Linked DNA regions of Capsicum annuum: region 2 is linked to region 1. Evidence: chromatin contacts called from public Hi-C data. All regions are on one chromosome and are shown on one strand. The core of a region is the stretch at or near the end of the contact, and the rest is flanking DNA. Distances in the headings are between cores, read along the strand shown. Region 1 holds the start of LOC107850867 (homeobox-leucine zipper protein ATHB-6). Region 2 overlaps LOC107851369 (pentatricopeptide repeat-containing protein At1g28690, mitochondrial).

Region 1 (7,181 bases), core at 921-3,420:
AATTTTTTTAATTTTTTTAATTATATTTTAAATATAAGATTACTGAAATTATTTTTTTTTAATAAATAAGCGCGCTCCTTTTTTTAAAAAAAATATCACGTCAGCGTTAGGGGTCAAACAAATACACTTTAAAAATGTTAAGGGAGGTAAATAAACAGAAGTTAAGTTTAAGTGCTAAAGTAAATTTGGAGAACAAGTTCAGGGGGAAACAGATGTCTTTTCTCATATTTTTATTTTAATAATAAAATGCACCAACAGACTCCAATAGAGGTCGTTTGGTGCACAGAACATGATAAACGAGGATATCTCATGGACAGGAATATCATGTGAGATTACTTTATCCTCAACATGAAATAAAGTTATTTCAAGATTATAATTCTTATCCCGTATATTGAACAACCCCGCAACACTTAACTATGGATAATTAACATACACTTTCACCTCAATAAACAATAGCAAACAACAACATCAGGGGTGGATCTAGTGATGTTAATTTGAGGTGATCCGACACTCATTAAATCTGATGTAAATTAAGTATAATTATGTAAGATATGTATAAAAACTGATATAGGATGGAGAAAAGCACCCTAGCTAAGTACTTTGATTTACAGACGAAACCTTAAAGCTTTGAATATGGATATATGTGTTCGAATCTTCTGAACACCCACGACTCATGCCTGGTGAATTCCAACAAAGTAAGATTTAGATAGGATACAGTGTAAGCAGACCTTTACTGCCTCTTCAAGGTAAAAAAGTTGTTTCCGAAAGCCCCGAAGCAACTCAAAGTAGCAATTTTACCTCAATAAATCATATAATTACAATAAATTTAACTTATTTTAGTATAAATATTTAATTTAGGTAAGTATTTAGTATTTACCATAAGAAATTATTATTTCAATTAATGGGGATAGGCTGACGTGTCAAATTCTTTAGCCAGCTCAGCTCGAGCCGAGCCGTTTCCATTTCCTTCTTCTGCTTATCACCACTATATATATAGCTTATCCTGACATAATATTCACTTTTTATTTTTATATTTTTATCCAACATTTTATTTTAAATGTAAAAATTACATTATCTATTTCAATTATCTAGCACCATTTGAGTTGGCTTATTATTTTTAAAAAGAGAAAAGCTTTTAAAATTTATGGCCTAGAATAATTTTAAGATATTTGTGTGATTTATAAATTATTTTATTAAGAATAATTTTTTAAAAAAATATTTTTAACTATAACAAGATGACATTCTTTTTAGACGAATTAAAATAAATATTTTTTTTTGAATTTTTTCTATTGAGTATATATATAAAAAAATTACTAACCAACAAAGGTTTCTTTGCAATTCAAACTCAAGAAATTTAATTAAGAATAAAGTCGTAGAAGTGGATTTAACTAATTATTTGTGAATGGAATTTAAGTGATTATTACATCAGTATAAAATCAAGAATGAAAGTCAGATTATTGATATTTATGATTTAAAATAAGTTTTAATGTATTTCTGTTGCTAGAAATCATCTCTTTAATGGTAAATTAAAATTTTTAAAATTAAATTATTATTAAAATAGAAATATGTCATGTTCTTTTAGACCGAAGGAATAAGAGTCTGCAAAATTTAAATAAAACAACTAGATTTACTTAATTAGAGCTTAAAACTTAAGATAGCTTTACTTCTTCTTCATTTCATTTTATGTGAAGATATTTTAACGAATAAAATTAACTATAAAAAAATATCATTCTCTTTTAGATTAACTAAGAAGAAAAACGTCATATTAATTAGGATAAAAGGAATATCAGAACATACAACAGCATCAATAACATACTCTGATATGACCCCATAAGTAAAGTTTAAAGCAAAATAAATATACATAAATCTTATTTCTACATTCTATAGATTAGATCGTTCTTGATAAATTCTCAACTAGTAATAACACAATATAATATTTTTATTTTATATAATATAAAGCTAAATCCAAAAGAATATCTCCCTATTACAGGAATAGCCAGTGACCAGTACACCAGAAAGCAATTTGCATTCAGCTTGAATTTGGATTTCATTTCACTTCCCTTCCCCCCCGCCCCCCACCCGCCCCCCAAAATCTTTTGCAAGAGCACCTAACCCCAGTCAGATTTTAACCCTACATCTGACTCAACTTTGGTTTTATTTAAACTCACAGAAAGTGTTACACCAAGGGCCAGCTGGTTTTTTCTCATCTCAATTTTTCTTCATTCTCCTCTCTCAAAAAAAAAAAAAAAAAAAAATCCTTTCTACATTCATTTTCTTCCAAAAAAATTTAGTGGGGTGTTTCAAGATATGATTTTTAAGTTAATGATGTAAAAAATAGGTTAAAAAAAAGTAGTATTTAAAACTTAGCCACTATTTCTGTTTTCAAATTTAATCCTTTTTTTAGTTTCTTGATTTTCTTCTTCTAATTCTTGATGGGTTGTTGTGAGGTGGAAGAAGTATATAAAAAGGAGAAAAATGAAACTTTGGTTACTAGAGAAGAAAAGGGGTTACACAATATCAATAGTTTCACTAAAAACTTTGCCATTTTGGTTGGTTTTAGTAGTGAAAGAAGTTGTTCCCTTCTTGTCTTCTTGTTATAAGTGAAGTGAAGTGAAAAAAAAAATAAAAGAACCAAAAAATACAAAATTAATCTCCTTTTGCAGCTCTGTTTCTCAGTTTCTGTGTAAATAATAAGCTTAAGAAAATCAACAAGTGAACAAATATTGACCTTTGCGTTACACAGTTTGGATCATCATCATACATACAATTATGAAAAGACTTGGTAGTTCTGATTCATTGGGTGCTTTGATGTCCATGTGTCCAAGTACTACAGGTACTTGTTAAATTTTTCTAAGTGAAAATATAGCGTTTTTTTGTTATAGTTGGTTTGCTTACCGTTCCACTACTATCTGTTGTCTTGGTTACTGTCTACTAATGTGTTTCTTATTTTCATTACGTCTTTTTTGGACTGTGTTTGTTGTGAGCCGGGTCTATAGTTACTATCTACTGTCTCTTGTATTTTTATTACGTATTTTCTTAAGAGTGTTTATGTTTTGTTTAGTAAGGTTTGTGTACATTTTACCATCAATAGACCTTACTTAATGGAACTTTACGGGGTATATTGTTGTTGTTTCCTATGTATAGATCAATTTTGAAAGAGAAAAAGAACAACCCCATTTTATGTTTTGTTGTCTTTAAGCTTTTTCTATGCTCCAATCCCTAGTGTTTTAGTTATAAAGAAACTAAATGGAGAATATTGAAAACTGAATTTTTTAATTGAATCTAGAACATGGTGGTCCTTTTCTTGTTTTAGTAAGTTTTCGTGCTTCACCTTTTATACCATTTTTAGCTTTCCTCGAGGCAATTATGTGTTTGACCATAGATTTCAAAGTTAGAAACTAACTTGAAAAAATGAGTCTTTGAAGTAGTGTTTGGACACACATTTTACTCGAAAAAAATAGAAAATTTCGTGAGTGGAAGTCCTAAAAGGTGAAATTTTTTTTATCATATTTCGTAGCCAGACAGATATTTGAAGATAAATTTTCATCATTGTGTTTGCTTATATTCTTGTTTATGTTAATGTTTTAGATGACCAGAACCATGTGTACTCATCAAGGGACTTCCAATCCATGTTAGAAGGCTTAGATGAAGAAGGATGTGTAGAAGAATCTGGTCATGTTTCTGAGAAGAAAAGGAGACTAAGTGTTGAACAAGTGAAAGCTTTGGAGAAGAATTTTGAAGTTGAGAACAAACTTGAACCTGAAAGGAAAGCCAAATTGGCTCAAGAACTTGGTTTGCAGCCTAGACAAGTTGCTGTTTGGTTCCAAAACAGACGTGCACGTTGGAAAACAAAGCAGCTTGAGAGAGATTACAATGTTCTTAAAGCTAATTTTGATTCCCTCAAACATAACTATGAATCTCTCAAACTTGACAATGAAGCTCTCATCAAAGAGGTACCAAGGCATATTGTTTTACTTGAGTCAAGGGTCGAAAACCACCTCTCTACCTACCAGGTTGGGGTAAGGTTTGGGTACACTGAATATGCTGTTTTTTGTAGTGAAGACATGTTATTAGTTGTAGTACAGTAAGTTCAAGTTCTATGCAGTAAAGTCAGTGAAAATATTTACACAGTCAAGCTATGTTGGGACTCTTTAAAAATGTCGACGGGTGTGTCGGATCCTCTAAAAATAGTACATTTTTGAAGGATCCGACACGGGTGTGGCAACACTTTTGGAGAGTCCGAGCAACTTAGTAGTCAAGTGATCTATGATAGGACTACAGATTAGATGAGGGTCCAAAGTTTTAATTTACACAATTAGTGTGACCTATGATATGACTCTAGATTAGAGGGTTCAAAATTTGAACTTCATGAGTTCGAGATTCTATGGTAACTATTTGATTATTGAGTTCAAAATCAATTAATCCTTGCTTAGTAAATTTTGATTCAGATGGATATTTGATCCTCTACAACCACCCCTTGGTACAGATAAATCTACATAAAGAATCTTTAGACTTCTGCATATAACTAAAAGCCATACCATAAAAGTGCTAAGACATTTATACACTGTTTAAAGATGTTATCTTTTCCATCAGAAACAGCTTCTCATCTCTTTAGGTAGGTGTAAGGTTTGCGTACATCTTCCTTCTCCAGACCCCACTTGTGAGATTACTCTGTATATGTTGTTGTTTAAAGTTTGAATCTTTTCTATCCGGAGCAGTCTACCTCACTTGTGGGATCAGACTGTATACGTTGTTGTTGTTGTTTAAAGTTTGAATCTTTTAGTGTTCCGTGCTGATATTCTTTCATCTTTTAGATTTGTGAGCTGAAATCAAAGGTGTATGGTGGTGAGAATGGAGAAAGCAGAGGAGCTGTTGTTGTTGTAAAAGAAGAGGCAATGGAATCTGAAGATGATGACAAACTGATGAATGAACAAAACAAGCATCCAAATGATGGCAACAACAGCAACAACAATCTTCTTGATGAAGAAGAAGAAGAAGATCAAGAGGACGATGAGGCCATCAATGCCACCAATGTTGCATCAACCATTTTCGCCGACTTTAACAAAGATGGTTCCTCAGATAGTGACAATTCAAGTTCTATCTTGAATGAAGATAGCAGTCCAAATGCTGCAATATCTTCATCTGGTGCTTTCTTGATTTCAAATGATGGTAGTGGTGGTGGTTGCGGAGTTGGTTGTTCATCATCAAGTTCATTGCATTTTTGCTTTAACTTCACTGAATCAAGTTCAAAATCAATTCTTGGAGATACTCAAGCCAATTCTTGTTATACTTACCAACCAACAACAACAACAACACAATATAATGTGAAGATGGAGGAGCACAATTTCTTCAATACCGAAGAATCTTGCAGTACTTTTTTCTCAGATGAACAAGCTCCTACACTTCAATGGTACTGTCCTGAAGATTGGAACTTTAAAGACTCTTGATTATCTATCTATCTTGATCACTTCAAGAATAAGGGAAATTGTCTTTGTTGGGAGCCAAATTTTGTATAGTGGTTATTGGTTAAAGAAAATGGCCTAATGGTTAAGAGATGACAAAGAGTTCAAAAGCTGAAGTTGATGGAGGGTGGGGGTGGTTCAAGTGGGGTGGTTGGGTGAGGAAGAAGGTTTTGGGGGGGGGGGGGGGGACTAAGTAAAAAATTGGGAGAAGAAGAGTTCAAGAAGATCCATGATGATGGAGAGAGTTTCCCTGTAATGAAAAATAAAAGTGGCTAAAAGTATAAATAACCATGCATTCTATATATTTGAATGGTTTTAATATCTTTTTGCCATCCATGAAATGTAAAATTAAAAATGATAATTCATTAATAAGCTTTCACATTTTCACCTATTTTATATATCAATAAAAAAATGCTTTTTAGCTCTGTAAGAATTAAGTACAATAATTTAAAATTATATGACACTTTTTTTTTTAATTAATCACTTCAAAAAAGAACAAACATATTTTCATGTTTAAAAAAAATTTAACTTTTAGTTTTCAATTTAATCCTAAAAGAAATAGTTTTTGTAGCTGCATCAACTTTGTCATATATATAGTGAACCTCAAGTTTAAATAGTTCATGCTCATTTTTGGAGACAATGCTCTCAAAATTTTAATTCAAAAACTCTGATTAATTAAAGGTCAAAAAGCTATAAGATGACTCAAAATTGCATATAAGCTTTTAAATTTATTTATTTTTTGTAGAAGAAAAAGGTTAAAAGAATTGTAATTTTTCCGATCTTATTTGTGAGATTTTATGAAACTCTATGTTATTGTTGTTAAAAAATTGCAATATATAATTTTAAAAAAATTGAACCAAAACAAAATCGACACGCCATCTTACAATATTAGGTGAGCATATTTAATGTCAAATTTTAAATGCTTCAAGAGCACATCAAAGAAAACGATGTATACCCCTCCGTTCACATTTACTTATCCTTTTGCCACTTTTAAAGTTAAATTTGTGATTAATATTTTAAGATGTATAATTTAATATTTAAAATTTAAATGGTTGAAAATTATAACAAAAAATATTACATGTTGCAATTCTTCTCATATTTATACGATCAAAAAATTTATTTTAAAATATTTGATCAAAGTTCACATAAATTGACCTCAAAAAATGAAATAATAACAAGTAAAAATGAAAGAGAAAGTATATACATCATCAGAAAAAGAAGTTTTGATATTTTACTAGATTTGTTTTATTTTTTATGCAATAGATAATCAATCTTATTTTAAAATTATAAATTTCACGTTTTCAAAAAGGCTTCTTGAAAAAATATTGAAACATGAACCGGAGACGTATCGACCTAGGTCTTTTTGGTCCATTTCCAACTGATTATTCAGTTTAAATATCTGCTACAACAAATAAAAAAAAAAAATTAATAGTATAAAATTCTATCGAAACAATTTCATATTTCACATCAAGTAAAATTTATTCTAGAGAAGACGAAACTAATATATATATAATATATTTTTTTAATTTTCAAATCTGAAATCTAAAATCTTTGATTTAAGAACGGAAATAATCTCATTCATGACGTTTTATTAAATACTTCCCCTGTCTCATTTTACTCGTCTCAAATTTTCTAATTTGATTTCTCACTTGTCATTTTTTATTAATTAAAGATAAGACAATTTTTTTCCCTTTTTTACTCTTAGTATTAATTATTTTT
Region 2 (6,499 bases), core at 98-2,597, 69 kb after region 1:
CTCATACTTACTACTTTTAACTTCCTTGTGATAATAACTAGATTTCAATGGGCTATATATATTAACACATGGAAGATGTCTACCGGATACGGTCTCTCCACCTGCACAAGGTAGGGGCAAGATCTACGTACACACCACCCTTTTTAAATTCCTCTGATGAAATTACACGGAATATATCGTTGTTGTTGTTTTCAGTAAACTTGGAAGATAACTAAGGGTGATCTTCAATAAAAAGTGAAATTAGCAACTTGAAAGATAAAGCTAAGTAACTTGCAATAACATATATTAAAATACTGCTTGCATATAACTTAACATCTGTTCTAGCCTTGGTGGACAGAGGTAATTGGCACCTGTTGCTGGTGGGAGGTGACAGGTATCAGGTGAAATTAGTCATTAGTCGAGGTGCATGCAAGCTGGTCCGGACACCACGGTTATAAAAAAAATCTGCTAAACGATGAAGAATTATTATTTTATCCCCTTTGGTAGAGCCAAGATTATTACTAAGGGGAATTTAAAATATTAAGAATTACACACACGAAGAAGCCAAGGGAATTCAACATTTACGATTATATATATAATTTTTCGATGAATGAGATTGCAGATGAACCCTTCCGCCCCTGGCTAGTCCTACTTAACCATTTATAATCTGCTTATTCTTCACCTACTAAGACAATTTTAAATGGAACCTTCACAACAACAACATATTTGTATTAATTTTTAGACTGAACAATCAAAAAGCACACCTAAAGTATCTCGATTTTCCGAGTTTCATACCTGATATATTAGCATCGTTCAGTTCAGAGGGTCCAAGTAGGAAACTCAGACACACCTGATAGTTCATATATGAAACTCGAAAAACCTGGATACTTTACGTGCGTTTTTCGACTCTTTTCGCTCACATAAAAAAAAAAGTAACTTATGGTTTCAGAAAACCAAGTCTTAGCACAACAGTTTCCCTGTATAAATGTCTCTAAATTTTTAGTTACATTTCATTTTCAGAAACCATAAAGGGTCTACAGAAGAGGAAGCTAATTAAGTGCTTTAATGACTAAACTGACAATAGATACCACCATTGACCTATCCACCTACAACACACAAACACTTATGGTTAAAAGTTGAAATCCCCATTCTCATATGGCCACTTTCCTTGGACCATTTGAACTCCATCTCATCACTCAAAAACTGAACTTGTCTGGTTTTGTTCCTAGAAGATATTCTTTGGTTGTTGTTGGAATCACAAACATTCCAATCTTGATATATCTACCTTCAGTTTTCACTCTCTTTCTTATCCGTCTGTTTGAGCCGTAAATGACCGGTTTAGATATTCAAGACCAAGAATTTACCGTGTTCTGTACCCCGCTGAATCTTGGCTCCGCCACTGGTCGCTTGCACTTGCACTGTTCTAAAAACACATAAGATTTTGTAAATGCTACTAACTAACCAGTTCTCTGTGATTACTCGCATGGTTCTAAGCAAATAAGCGTTCTCAATGAGATCGACTATTATTTTCCCTAATTACATGCACAGGCAGATCCAAGATTTTACGTCAATGTCAATTACATCCATAACTCCTTTAGTAGCTAAGGATACAAAACTTAACCAATTCATGTATTTTAGAGAAGTGTTCAACAATATATGTGATGTTTAGGCCAAAGGCCACTGCCACATGATCGCTAAGCACAGGTCCAAAACGTATGAGCTTTCCTAAAAAGGCCAACAGTTAAGTCTGCTTACAGCGTTATAATCACTCACCTGTCTATAAACGTACCAGCTCATTTAGGATACCAGTGATCACAACCCCCATAGTCCTTACTGCTTGTTATCTTTACGTTGTTTGGATAAGAGAAAAGCTTATATAGCTACAAGATAATCTTACAACTAGTTTATGGATTTCATGAGCTTCAAGGGACTTGATGGAAAATAGTAAAGACATTAGTAGGTTGGTGATGCAAATGTATTCAAGTATAGAAGACTTAACCAAAAGACATCAATCTTTGTTATAATTTGGCTAAAAGTTGACAAAACAAAACATAACAATTAATCTGTCAACTTTGATGGACCCAATTAGTCTTAATATTAACTTACTCTAAAGGGACTAGAAAAGACTTTTGCTCATTCTCACTCCAGACATAAGGTATCCGAAAAAGAACGAACTTAGATTGATGTAGACTCGTGGTCTATACACAAAAAAGAAGAATGAAGAGCCAATTCCTGTATATTCATCAATTCAATGACAACTTGCAAATTTTATAAGGTGCTAATTGAATAACCCTCTCTCCTAGGCATAAATGAGAATGGTCCTACTCCTATCAACAATAAATAGGGGCTTTAAAAGGTACTTTACATATACCGATTGCTTTCTGGGGTTGGATATAGTAGTCCTTATTATGGACTATAATAAGGAGAAAAGGGACCAGCACATATTCATATTTTTCAAGGCTGAGGTTAACATCATAGGTGTGGGGATGGTTACCTTAATGAGAAATTTTCTCCGTGAAACAGATGGCGTCATGACTAGTTAACTGGGATTGAAGATGAAAGCTCCATTGCTAGAGAAGATATGCGAGGCCCGGTGACCGGTGGGGCTGTCGAATAGAGATTGATGTATTTTCTTGATAGGACTTCCCAGCTACCTCATTTATATAATTGTTCCATGTATATCAGAACTTGTGAAGAGGATCAATCCATGCAAGATACTTGTAGCTCGGATGTTAAGTGATATTGACTACCTGCATCAAGTTCTCGAAAGTTTAAAATCAGACTTCTAACTACCAAAAACACGAGCGGAAAATGAAAAGAAAAATCTCAGTCACCATGTAGCTGCCACTTGCATGTGCTTTGTTAGATTTGCGGCTGAGAATGGCGTTACAAAATGGATTCAACACCCTTTTTTTTATTTGTGGCTGGAGCGTTCGGGTCAAAATGTCTCAGTTTCTCTCTAACAATAGTAACCGCAATAGGTCTTTTACCCGATTCTTTGATAACGTTTCACACTGACACTGTAAACAAATTACAACCCCAATAACATACTAGGAGAAAGCAAAAAAAAAATGATCAGTTTGTTAATGGTGCCATCCACCAACAAAAGTTTCCTTGTCTCTAACACAATTTTAGCACAAACTTTGAAAGGCCAAAATACTGTAACTGAATTTAACAGCAGCGGCGAAACAAATCAATGTTGAGAAAATAAATAGAGGTTCAGTCAAATTAAATAGAACAGAGAATTTATATTCATACACTTTAATCTCTAGGAATCAATATGTAGCTAAAGCAAAACATAAAAATCGAAGTCTCATGTGTAGTAAAAAGAGAAAAGCAACCTTAACTCGGCATATCCTTTACACAGTATCAAAAGCCAGTTTTATTAAACATGAGCAGAAGTGCTCGGGATCAAAACTCACACGTCCACCCAAGATGGTTCCCACCAGCAGTTGTTGGAGAATCAGCATTTTAATATCGGCTTTATAAGTAATAAGATTACCAAAGGGATTGTCCTTGTCAAGGAGCGGTTATGGTGAATGGTCCCTGTCCTTTCTCTGTCAATCAAGGTAAAGGAAAGCAATTTCATCATAAGAACAGAATAAACAAAAGATAAAGGCATGGATGACCACTTAAGATTGTCCTTTCTCCAGAGGAAAGCACACTGATCCTCTTGACTAATTCTTTTTTCTTTTCGGTACGTGCAAGATGGCTTTTTGCCGGTGTCCCACCATTCCTCAACGTGGCTAGTGGGAGCTGACTATACTCTACGAGCGAACTGCTCCTAGTATAACATTCAGTCATAAAACTATTACGGGACCAATATCAACTTAATCAAACAATTCATGCTTAAATGCAACAGTAAAAGCTTCATCCGCACAATAGCTTTGGACTTCGATGTAGATTGATACATGAGCACCCTTCAATCTCACATTATTTCTACCTATAAAGAAGAAATTTGAGATTCAGACACTTGCCACTTAGCACCTTTATACTCTTATTAGTCATGATTGTTGTTTTCCTGATATTTAATGGTCAAATAAAAAACTGTAAGTAAAACCAAACACACAGTTTGAACTGAGTGTCGGGCCAACATTTGCATCAGTGCCTCCCATTCTTGAGGGTGGCTTGGGGAGAGTGAAAATTCTAGTGGACAACAGCTCCAGTTACAATGTTCACTGTAAGATCACACAGGACTACATAACAACTTAATCAAGCAATTCCAGTGTAAAAATGCAATTGCACCCACATAATAGCAGTGGAATCCGATATTCTTAGATGTGTTAACAACTGACATATCTACTTGTGTATAAAGCAGAACTTGAGAGTTGAGACCATATCTTCACCACCTAACACCTTTATATCACGCTAACGTATCTTGATATTTAATAGTATTTCTTTTTTTAATCAAAAGTAAACAGCTCTTGAAAGGTCAAGCGAATCTCTTGAAAAAGCTCAAAGAATGAATTCATCAAGTATTAGCCAAGGAAAAAGGCTGAATTTTTTTATTTTTTTTTTGAAATATCACAAACTTAGTGTCACAATTACTAATTCCCTCCTTTCAACGGCCACTTAGAAGGGATATCACTATAAATTTGTAATATAAAATGTACAAAGAGAATGAAAAAGTATTTTTTAACTCGTGGAACGGTGGAAGTGTATATCTATTTAGTCTTTAATTTAATGGCCCAGATTATAAGGTTGACCAGAAAAGAAGCTTGAATAACCACTGAATGAGTTGATGTACCAATGCTCTTCGTATCAATTTAATCCCATGGACCTCCAAATCTTATCCCAACAGAGTGAACAGACCAAGATGGAACCAAAGATGATGAAAAAGTTTACAAACAAACAAATTTACACCCCCCCCCCCCCTCCCCCCACCTTGCAGTCCCTTGCTGATGAATTCAATAGTAAGTGCAATTAAATAGAGCAATTTGGCAAGAAAATCTAAAAAAATTGCACGACCCTCAAGCGCTCGAACATTCCGTAATGGGACTACATGGAAGTCCAAAAAACTGTACATTCAAGCAGCAGGAAGCTGTAGGATCGGATTACAGATTACCTTTTTCCGATGAATAGGGGCTACCTAAACACTACCTATATTGACTTGTAAAAGCTGCCTTTATTGACTTCTAAAAGTCTTAAGACAGAATGATTGATACCAAAAGCAAATTTGAGAACAAGAGAAGACATCTTTCTAAGTCAATTGCGCATGTTCAATTAGCTTAAGCTACTTCAAAACAAAGATGCAGCATATTCAAAATATCCCCCAACAAAGCTTAATAACAGGAGCTGGGAAGGAAGGAGTAATGGGTCAAAGAATCAGGAATAAATCTCTTTAAATTGGTGAAACTTCTTTAGCCCTAAAACAGCTTTAGCGTCTCATTGACTTGTTTATTGAGAAAGCTAATTAAAACTTGAGTCCCCATTTTAAATCTTCAGTACTACTTCCTCCAGTACTTCCATTAGTGCATAGCCTTGAGGCCTGTCGAACAGGAGACCCAGACCCACTTCGTGGGAATATACTGGGTATGTTGTTGTTGCACAAAAACAGGAGAAGAAATAAACTGCAGAAAGAACCACAGGGACAATAATTTTGTACGAAATCCACGAGCAGAAATAAGTACCTTTAAGGCCAGACACCAGTATTTTATTGACAGCACCATTGGACTACCCTTTGTGAATCCTATTCATGCATAAGAACAATGGTTAGTCAACAACACGCAGCTAAAAATAGAACTTGTAACTAGCTCAAGATGAATATCATACGTGGGAGGAAATGTAGACTATTAATTATATCCAGCAAGTATTACTATGCAGAATTCTTCTGATGGTACCAATATTCATGAAGCAGGAGACCTTAAACGTGCAACTCCTGTTGAGCTTCATCATCATGACAACTTCACAATCATGAGACAGCAATTCCAACTTCCAAGCATAGCACATTTAGTTCCACAAATCCTGAACAGAAGCATTATATTAAGTCCTTGCCAATGCCTGGACCAGATTAAAGAATTTTTTAAAAGATCAGAGGGTTACATATAGGGATGATAAACTTCCATAACCAATGAAAGGCATATGCAAAACCAAATTTAACATGCCTAATATCCATATAATGTATAATATTATAAGGCCTACTTTTCACCAGATTATCCCCCAAAAAGTACGTAAAGTTATTTTCTCCAAGAAGTCAAGTTCCCCAAAAAAGATTTAAGTTTATCACATCAATTGATAGATCGTCTTATGCATTCGCTTGATTCTCGATAGGCAGGCCAAGAACAACATACTTAAGCCCCCTTTGTTCTAGATTATGCTTCAACTGATAGTGTCTGCTTGTTAGGCCTTAGTCGACAATGAATTAGGCAGAATATGGTGACAGAATTGAGTTCCTTACAATGCGAAGAACTACATGCTTTGAATGTTATGGAGCCACAGTACTGTACAAAAATGTTAACCTGCTATTGATTGTAAAGCCCAAGAGAACGGAAAAAACTTGAACAAATGAAAACACAATCAA

The links. A called contact is a pair of places that touch in the nucleus more often than the background predicts.
Region 2: a contact with region 1 is called in a Hi-C map of leaf, with 2.9 times the contacts expected there. The contact joins the enhancer-like site here to the promoter of LOC107850867 in region 1. A contact is called at or near these places in 2 of 5 Hi-C or Micro-C datasets (both in leaf).

What each region holds. Positions count from the first base shown.
Region 1 is chr12:6,358,163-6,365,343 of UCD10Xv1.1, forward strand. LOC107850867 (homeobox-leucine zipper protein ATHB-6) reads left to right here and starts at 2,171. Exons shown (of 3, transcript XM_016695663.2): 1 at 2,171-2,833; 2 at 3,589-3,953; 3 at 4,815-5,853. The coding sequence starts at 2,770. The coding sequence ends at 5,447.
Region 2 is chr12:6,428,479-6,434,977 of UCD10Xv1.1, forward strand. It overlaps LOC107851369 (pentatricopeptide repeat-containing protein At1g28690, mitochondrial), which reads right to left. Exons shown (of 5, transcript XM_047400652.1): 2 at 5,752-5,943; 3 at 2,814-5,668; 4 at 2,474-2,729; 5 at 940-1,402. Among protein-coding and RNA genes, the nearest start is that of LOC107851369, 6.2 kb to the right of the region's middle. Within about 2 kb of position 1,348, at least 3 of the 5 cell types and tissues checked have an H3K27ac peak or open chromatin away from gene starts, as enhancers often do. A contact at or near this core is called in leaf, where this site is marked.